Regions from separate parts of the Sus scrofa genome. Here all the other regions are linked to region 2. The links are chromatin contacts, called in public HiChIP or PLAC-seq maps. All regions are on one chromosome and are shown on one strand. Each heading gives the region's core, a stretch centred on a gene start, on an enhancer-like site or on the middle of the called end of the contact. The rest is flanking DNA. Distances are from core to core; before and after follow the strand shown.

Region 1 (3,000 bases), core at 412-2,911, 260 kb after region 2:
GTGCTTTGTGTTTGATTGGTTTTGATTTGAGACTTTTTAAATAATGAAATGATTCAAACGTAAAGGAGTTCAGAAAATAACCTATTCTGATATACCTCATCCAGATTTTAAAATTCTTAGAATTAGTAGTTTAAAGTTTTAAACGAAACTTTTAAATATAAAAGTGACCAATGCCTATGACAGAAGAAAAAAAAAAAAAAAGAGAAAGCATTCAACAGGACAGAAAATTGTGAGGGCAACAGTCGTTGTTAAATAACCCCTGCCTCCCTAGCTTTGGAAATGTTTTCTCTTTACTTAAACATTAATAACATGTTACGATCAGAAATTTAAAAACTAGAGAAAGAAGAAAAAAATGGCAATGCCTAGAATGCTAATTCTCAAGTTAGCTACTGTCAGCATGTTTGTGTAAATCCCTAGCTTTTTTTATGCTCTGTGTATATATTTTTTCTGTTGTGTGTGTATGTGCACACACTTTTTCAAATAAAAGTAGAATCATTGCACTTTTGTTGGTTACGACCACATCATTAATATCCTCACTGAGACTTTGACCTTCACAAAGTAGCAGAGGGCACCTTAGCTGAGGTGTAAGAAGGCCCACAGACTGCAGGGAGCGCTGCGCCTATAAGCTGGTCTGATCCTGGGCAACCACGGTTGTCTCTGAACTTCAGAGTTGCTGGAGTTTCGACCAGAAAAGCCATTTCTCACAGCCCCAGAAGCAGTTTTTTCCTTCATTAGACTTAGGTGCCCAATCTCTAGAAATCCCATTCTCTGGGCGCCAGGGAGCCTCGCCAAGCTGGGTGTTCTAGGGCCTTGTGGCTCATTCGTTTCGCTAAGATCTCAAACTAGCAAGGTGTCATTTGTGGTGTTGCTGTTGTCTGCAGGGAGTGGCTGTACCTGTTGTGCCATGAAATGCTGAATCCGTACTACGGCCTCTTCCAGTATTCTACCGACAACATCTACATGCTGCAGATCAACCCCGATTCTTCCATCAACCCTGTGAGTATTAAGGAATGAAGAGGTAGGACACTTAGTTGGAGGATTTCTTAAATGGATTTTCAGTTTCAATCTCCATTCTTGGCTTACTCATTGTAGCCTTACTCAAAGTCTCTGGTAAATAGAGCATCAGCAGGCAGAGGGAGAGCTGGACCGGCATGGATGGTTTCAACCCCGTATTTCCCATGGTCCGGGGCAGAGTTTGTCGTTTCAAGGAGAACGAGAGTGAGACTGAGCAGCCCCTAGACCTCAGCACTTGACTCCGTTTGAGGGAACTCTGGCTGACGGCTGTATTTGTTGACGGTGTCATTCTGAGAAGTGGGTTATGGAGTCCATCCTCCCAATCAAAATTAGACGTTTTCCATAATTGGCCTTTTTTAAAGGTCTGTTCCGAGGCAGTCCCCAGGCCAGGGATTGAACTCGAGCCTCAGCAGCCACCCACGCTGCTGCATTTGGACTTTGAGCCCCCACTGCCCCACTGCAGGAACTCCCGTGAGCGGCCGTTTTGGTCCGCGGTGCTGAGACACACTCAGCTCCTGTGGGTGCAGATGAGGAAAGAAGCACCGAGACTAAGTGACCAGCCCTGGCCAGACACACGGCCCCTGCCAGCATCCACCTGTGACAGGACCTTTCACAACGCGCACGCTGACCAGTGTGCTGACGGCATTCCCACCCGAAGCGAGAAAGAGGAGGTTACCTAGTCACAGAGCAGAGTGGCGCTGGCGGTCGAATGGTTCTCTTACTTCCCTTGTTCCCCGTTTCCTGTGTCCCTTCCCTGTCACTCCCTCTTTGGGTTTTTTCTCTTCCCCTTTTTCTGTGGGACGGGGGAGGGACGGCAGAGGAAGGAGAGGGTTGCCTGGGAGGGAGACGCCGGTGGCTTGCTGGGGTGTGGCCTGCGCGAGCACCAGGCCCTGCCCGCATGTGGCTTCCTCCTCTGCCGTCACCATGTTCGCATTGTCCTTTGTACGTTCTCATCTGGCCCTGGGTTGCCCCCCGTTAGGTAGCTCTTCGGAGAAGGCGTCTGAATTAAGGGCATAAGAAATTGCTCTGCTGCCCGCGGGACTTTCTCCCGCGAAGCCAGCCAGCCGGCCACCTCGCTGTCACTTTCCGACGCGTGGCTGTTCTCTGCTGCCCCCTGCAGGACCATCTGTCTTACTTCCACTTTGTGGGCCGCATCATGGGTCTGGCTGTGTTCCACGGGCACTACATCAACGGGGGCTTCACGGTTCCCTTCTACAAGCAGCTGCTGGGGAAACCCATCCAGCTTTCGGACCTGGAGTCGGTGGACCCAGAACTGCACAAGAGCTTAGTGTGGATTCTGTAAGTACTGAAGCGGTTTGCTGCCACTCCGGCGGCGGCGGCCGTCTCGGGGGTGCCGGATACACTTGTTTTCTGTGTGTGTGCCCACACGCGTGCATGTACTTTGGGGCTGGGCGTGAAACTGGAGAGGAGAAGCCAACCACCAGGAACGTAAAAGCAGACTTCACGGAAGTACTGACTCCTCGTAGCGTTGGGCTGATTTCTCCTCACCGGCAAGTGTTTCTGCTGTTTCCTCGGATTAGGCGGTTTCGATCCGCCTGTTAACCCCGGGCCGGCCGGCTGCTTGGCCCGTGACCCTCGAGGGATCTCCACTTCATCTCTGGAGGGGCCAAGGACATGTTAAAATAAATCCCCACTCACATTGAGTCGCTTTTGCTTTAGGATGGTCCTAAAACTCTTTTAAAAGGACCAGGCCCAGTGCCCGGGGCCCTGGAGCTGTCGTGGGTCCTCGTGAAGGAGCCGACGTCACAGGAGCACGGGGCCCAGGCTCTGGCACAAGGGGACCCGCTGAGGCCCCTGTCGCCGCGGGCGTCCAGCCGCCTCCTTCTGCGTGTCCCAGCTTGCAGGCTCGGCGGTGGCGGGGTCTGGGCTTCACCCTGTGCAAATCCTCTGCGTCTGCATTTCGAGCAAACACAGCGGGTTACGGAGCCCGTTCTACGGTCCGAGGCGGCTCCGGCCCTTCCCCTG
Region 2 (2,780 bases), core at 179-2,678:
ACCCACTGGCTCCCATTCTTCTTATATATGTGGACTTCATGATTATTGGGGCTAAGGGCAATCTCTGGAGAAAAAAGTGAATGAACTTGAAATTGTCACCAAAAAAGGCACATTACAGCTGGCATTTTAAAAACAGACTGAAGGAGGGGATAGGAAAGTGGTTTTGGAAAACAGTTCCATAAGCTCCTGCTGTGGTGCGGTGGGCTAATTATCTCCCCACTACAGTGGGTGTGTCTCTGTAGAGGCTCAGGTTTGATCCCCGGCCCAGCGCAGTCAGTTACGGATCTGGTGTTGATGTGGCTGTGGCTCAGGTTCAATCCCTGGCCTGGACTTCCACATGCTGTGGGTGCAGCCAAAATTTAAAAAAAAAAGGGGGGGGGAGTTCCCAATATTCATCCCGAAGAATTCCTTTATTATTTTTACCTCTACTTATACCCCATGCTTTATTTTATTTTTATTTAAAAATTTCCTTTTTTTTTTTTTTTTTTGCTTTTTAGGGCCACACCCTCAGCATATGGAGGTTCCCAGGATAGGGGCTGAATCAGAGTTGCAGCCGCCGGCCTGTGCCAGGGCCACAGCAACATGGGATCCGAGCCGCGTCTTCAACCTACACCACAGCTCATGGCAATGCTGGATCCTTGACCCACTGAGCGAGGCCAGGGATCAAACTCGCAACCTCATGGTTCCTAGTCGGATTTGTTTCTGCGGCGCCACAGCGGGAACTCCAAAAGCTGTTATTTTAGATAGAGAATAAATCTCTGACATTTATTTGTTCGTTTTTAGATTTTTCCCCCTTCTCCTAGTCATATTACCTGCACTTTGCTTGCTATATTGGCCTACTTCTAAGTCTTCATCCCCTTTAAGTTTGCTGGAGCCAAAAACCTGGAAACTCAAGCTTATTGTGAATAACATAGTAAGTACGAGATGATACGGCTCTCAGTATGTCTGTATGTAAACCACAGCCTCTGTAATGGCTTATTTCTAGGTCTGAGTATTCTGACTAAATGCTGGATGGGTGTTACTGCACAACTATGCCAGACACTGAGTTATTAGGGCAATGAAAGATGTCTCTAATATCAACCATCCTTCAGGTGGTACTGTAGAGAAGTAAGTGGACGAGGAGCCAGAAGGCCTGAGTGCTAACAATGGCTCTGACATGAACTTGGGTGTAACCACTAGAAAGTCCTTCTATCACTCTAAGCCTTGACGTCTCTATTTATAAACCAAAGGACTGACCCGGTTTCCTACTGAATCTATATATGTCCTGTTCACATATGACACTGAAATACGATTCCCTAAAGATGCTTACATCTAAAAGCATCAAAGGCATCAAAATAAAGGAGCAAAGTTAATAGCATACTTACGGGTACGATCCCTGTTCCAGGCATGACAGGTGATTGGCTCTAGTAAAAACTGATGCAGGGACATTATTCTCAGTGTTTTCAAAGGACAGAAAGCTGCAATGAGCAACAGAAAAAAGCATTTAAAATGGTAGGCAACCCATATTTAAGTTGTCTGGGGATCCTGAAATGTTTGGGGTTAAATAAAACATTATTCTTCCACCAAAAAAGAATCAATCTCAATGTCAAAACTTAATCATTTAAATACAATTAGCATTGTAACCACTAATGTGTAATTATTCTGGTAAGGGTCATCAGAGGACTCTAAAACCTTGAGTTAAAGACTGCTGGGGAGTTTCCTGGTGGCTCAGTGGGTTAAGGGTCCAGCATTGTTGCTGCTGTGCTTGGGTCACTGCCATGATGTAGGTTTGATCCCTGGCCCCTGGAACTTCCACATGTTCTGTGTGCAGCCAAAAAAAAAAAAAAAAAAGACTGTTGGGGTAGAAGATATTCATACAGTCTCAAATGATCATCCCACAGATCGCTGACTTAAGAGAAAAACATGCCTTTACAAAAAAACAAACAACAACAAAAACGAAACGAATCTGGCAGTTACCATCTCAACCAAGAAATCAATCTTTGTATCATTAGTAGTGGAACGATATAAATCTGTTGGGGCCTCCTGATGGGAGGCAACCTGAAGTGCACATCATTACTTATAAATAGTGAACACTTAATTTATTAACCAGACCAGACTACTTTTAAGAGAGCAAAATGGGGCATTATTAGTAATTATGCTGTGAAAACAGGCCGCAGGACTATCCTGGAGAAACCTGGTAATATAGCCAACCTACCTATGAAGAATTTATGCCAAACATATCTACTAAGTCCAATCAAGATCTGGACCTAATTTCTAGTTTATAGGAAATAAAGGGGAGTGGAATTAGTTAAAAGGGAAACTTAAAACCAGAATGTGGGGGAGGTGTGTGTGTGTGTGTTCCAGATTAAAGAGCTATGAAAACCAAATTCGATAAATGAAACGTGACTGTAAAGCTATTATTTTTTAAACAGCTGTAAAAGATGTATTTTGTAAAATAGGAAACATTTTAATTTGGAGTACCTATCACATAACAATATGGAATTATTTCCAATTTCTTTTTTTTTTTCTTTTTTGTCTTTTGTCTTTTTTGTTGTTGTTGTTGTTGTTGTTATTGTTGCTATTTCTTGGGCCGCTCCCGCGGCATATGGAGGTTCCCAGGCTAGGGGTTGAATCGGAGCTATAGCCACCGGCCTACGCCAGAGCCACAGCAACTTGGGATCCGAGCCGCGTCTGCAACCTACACCACAGCTCACGGCAACGCCGGATCGTTAACCCACTGAGCAAGGGCAGAGATCGAACCCGCAACCTCATGGTTCCTAGTCAGCTTTGTTAACCACTGC
Region 3 (2,812 bases), core at 253-2,752, 160 kb after region 2:
CTTACACCTAAGGGGTAAGAACAGGGGCCAGGACTCAGGTAAGCAGAGAAAGAGGTTTCGTTTGGTTGACAGAGAAAAGACTCCTTAAACATGGGAAAGAAGCAGAGGGAGAAAAACTGACGAAACTGAGAGAAGAATGGGATTATTCCAGGCATTCGAGGCTCGAAATGGGTTATTCAGAGCCAAGGACCCAGTGACAATTGCCTACAGAGAGAAACAAAGCTGGATTCTGGAGGTACTGCTCTGTTGCTTAAACATAGCTCTTCTTGGAAATCACTAGAATCATTGAAATTCTGAGCTGCAAGAGCCATAGCAATGATCTAGGCCTGTCCTTTTATGTCACTGATAGAGGCTGGAAAAGGCAGCCTAGCATCTGGCCCAGAGGAGAGTCAGCCTGAGCTCAGCCAGAGCAGGTGGACATGTCAGGGGCTCTAAGAAGAGAGCTCTATTCAGAAGACCGTGACCCCAAGCAAGGTCCCTGGCTGCAGGGGATGGGTGCAAGGGCTCAGAGCCTTAAGGCATTCAGAGACTTAGGTAGTCGTTCAAATACAGTTTTGATAAACAAGCCTAGCTTTTCCTCTCCAATACAGTTTGATAAACAAGCCTAGCTTTTCCTCTCCGTAACAGGTTAACACGCAGAGGAGTTTGCTGGGGAAAGCGTCAAGAGCTTTTAGTCCTACCTTGCAGCTCTGGAAGGAGGGGAGGTGTTAGCAGAAGGCAGAGAAACAGAGGCCCTAAAACTGCCTTTCGGTTTGTCTGGCTCAACTGTTTGCAGGTTGGATAACGACAAACATCTTATCTGCCTCTTTATCCCTATATCTCGCCTCCTGTTTACTTGTCTCTAGATGGCACTTCCTGCAACTCTGGCAACTTTGTTACGGGTCAACAGAGCGCACCAGTCGCCCAGAACACACCCAGGAGACTGTTTCTGGGAGAAGTCCTTGCCTTGAAATTGCGTTATCTAGAGGCTAAAACCAAACTGGGACTGCGTGCCTGTTCGTGCAAAGTGCTTGGTGTAGTAACAGGCCACAGTTTCACGTAAGCGCCCCTTCGACAGCTCTCAGGAGCTCCAGGCCTTGAGTGAGAGATCTAGAAAATCGATTCCGTTCTCTGGACCTCAACGTCCGCATCTGCAAACCGGCTCCCTCGGCGAAGACCCAGGACGACCGCCCGCGGGACCCGCCGTCCCTCCCGCCCCGAGCCGTGCGCTCGCTCCCAGTCGCCACGGCTCCACACACTGCACCGGGTTCCGCGGGCCTTCAGGGGGCTCGCCCCAGCCGCGGGGCGCCGACCTCCTCCCTCCTCCGCCTCGGGATCAGCAAGGTGCGGGAAGACCGGCTCCCGACCCCGCGCGCCCGAGACTGGGCGGGAGACGCAGCCGCGCGGCGCGCCCCGCCCCACCGTGCTCCGCGGGCGCGCGCACGCACGCAGGCGCGGGGGTGCACGGCCCGGCGGCGCGCAGGGCCGGGCCGGCCCGGCGGCGGGAGCGCGCGCGGCTCCGGGAGGCGGCGGCGGCGGCGGCGGAAGCGGCGAGGGCGGCGGGCGTCCGGCTCAGAGGTGGTGTCGGCGGCGGCAGCAGCGGCTCTGGACTGGGCTCGGCTAGGAGCGAGCGAGGGTCGGGGGCGCAGGGTCGAGCGCCGATCCTCCAGCTCGACCATCCACCAGTAGCCCAGACGCCTGGGCCGCGGAGTTTGTGTCCCGGCTCGGACCCCGGCGCCCAGCCCGGAGCCGTAACCTTGAGGCGGCGGCGGCGGGGCCGGGCCGGGCCGGGCCGGGGGGCGGCGGCGCTGGATCCGCGGCTGCCAGATCGTTGGCGGGAGATGTCGAACCCCGGAACGCGCAGGAACGGCTCCAGCATCAAGATCCGTCTGACAGGTACGGCCGGCGGGAGGGCCCCGCCGCCCCCCCAGCGCCCACTCGCACCCCGCACGGCCCCTCGGCAGCCCCGGAATTTCCCGCAGAGCGCCCTGGGGAAGTGGCCCTCCCCCACGCCGGCCGTGGTCCCAGGACCTCGTCGCCCTCTTAGGCTAGTGCCCCTCATCTCCCTCCCGGCCCCGCCCCCTCGCTGCTCCCCGGCCCCGCCCCCTCGCTTCTCGCCCCCCCATCCGCCCTCTAGCTTCTCTCCCCCCTCCACCTGCCCCCTCTCTTCTCCCCTCCTGGCCCCCTCCGGTTCACTCCCTCCATCCTTCTCGCTCCCGCTCCCTGTTCTCCCCCAGGCCCCTCGCGTCCCCCTCCTGGCCCCGCCCCCTAGCTTCTCTGCTTTTGGACCCCCTCCGTTTTCATCCCCTGCATCCTCTTTTCGCTCCCCCTCCTCCTTCTTGCCCCTCGCTTTTCCCCTCCTGGCCCCGCCCCCACTTCTCAACTCCCTCCTTCCCCTCAATTTCTTCCCTTTCCCCTCACCTGCCCCCTCTCTTTTCCCTCTTGGTTCCGCCCCCTGCTTCTCCTCTCCTTCCCACCCTCTGTCGCTTCCCAGTCTCTACCCCCACCTGCCCCCTCGCTTCTCCCCTCCCGGCCTTGCCTCCCGCTTCTCCCTCCTGGTCCCCCCACCACCCCGCCCACCGACTTCTCACCCCTCCCCCATCAGCTCTCTCGCCTTCCTCTCTTTACCACCCCTCCCCACTTGCCCCCTCGCTTCTCCCCTCCTGGCCCCGCCCCCTCACTTTCCCCCTAAGCCCCGCCCCTCATTTTCTACCTAGTCCCGCCCTCGCTTATCTCCCAGCCCCGCCCCCTTGCCTCCGTCTCGCGCCTCCACCCTTTCCTTCAGCCTCGAATTCCTCAATCCTATCTCCTAGCTTCTCCTGGTCTTGTTCTC

The links. HiChIP or PLAC-seq counts read pairs in DNA pulled down with a chosen protein or histone mark.
Region 1: a contact with region 2 is called in an H3K27ac HiChIP or PLAC-seq map of alveolar macrophages. The contact joins the enhancer-like site here to the promoter of ARPC1A in region 2. A contact is called at or near these places in 4 of 5 promoter capture datasets (fetal liver, fetal skeletal muscle and liver), 13 of 47 Hi-C or Micro-C datasets (brain, embryonic fibroblasts, epiblast stem cells and 8 more) and 2 of 2 datasets of contacts at active chromatin or transcription factors (alveolar macrophages and skeletal muscle).
Region 3: an H3K27ac HiChIP or PLAC-seq map of alveolar macrophages shows a contact between it and region 2. The contact joins the promoter of SMURF1 here to the promoter of ARPC1A in region 2. A contact is called at or near these places in 2 of 5 promoter capture datasets (fetal skeletal muscle and liver), 7 of 47 Hi-C or Micro-C datasets (alveolar macrophages, brain, embryonic fibroblasts and 2 more) and 1 of 2 datasets of contacts at active chromatin or transcription factors (alveolar macrophages).

What each region holds. Positions count from the first base shown.
Region 1 is chr3:6,045,067-6,048,066 of Sscrofa11.1, reverse strand. SMURF1 (E3 ubiquitin-protein ligase SMURF1) reads left to right here. Exons shown (of 18, transcript XM_021086117.1): 12 at 882-996; 13 at 2,135-2,313. Among named protein-coding and RNA genes, the nearest start is that of SMURF1, 96 kb to the left of the region's middle. Within about 2 kb of position 1,661, at least 9 of the 83 cell types and tissues checked have an H3K27ac peak or open chromatin away from gene starts, as enhancers often do. A contact at or near this core is called in alveolar macrophages and retroperitoneal adipose tissue, where this site is marked.
Region 2 is chr3:6,300,253-6,303,032 of Sscrofa11.1, reverse strand. ARPC1A (actin related protein 2/3 complex subunit 1A) reads right to left here and starts at 1,428. Exons shown (of 9, transcript NM_001134355.1): 1 at 1,365-1,428; 2 at 1-64. The coding sequence starts at 1,428.
Region 3 is chr3:6,141,259-6,144,070 of Sscrofa11.1, reverse strand. SMURF1 (E3 ubiquitin-protein ligase SMURF1) reads left to right here and starts at 1,502. Exons shown (of 18, transcript XM_021086117.1): 1 at 1,502-1,875. The coding sequence starts at 1,821.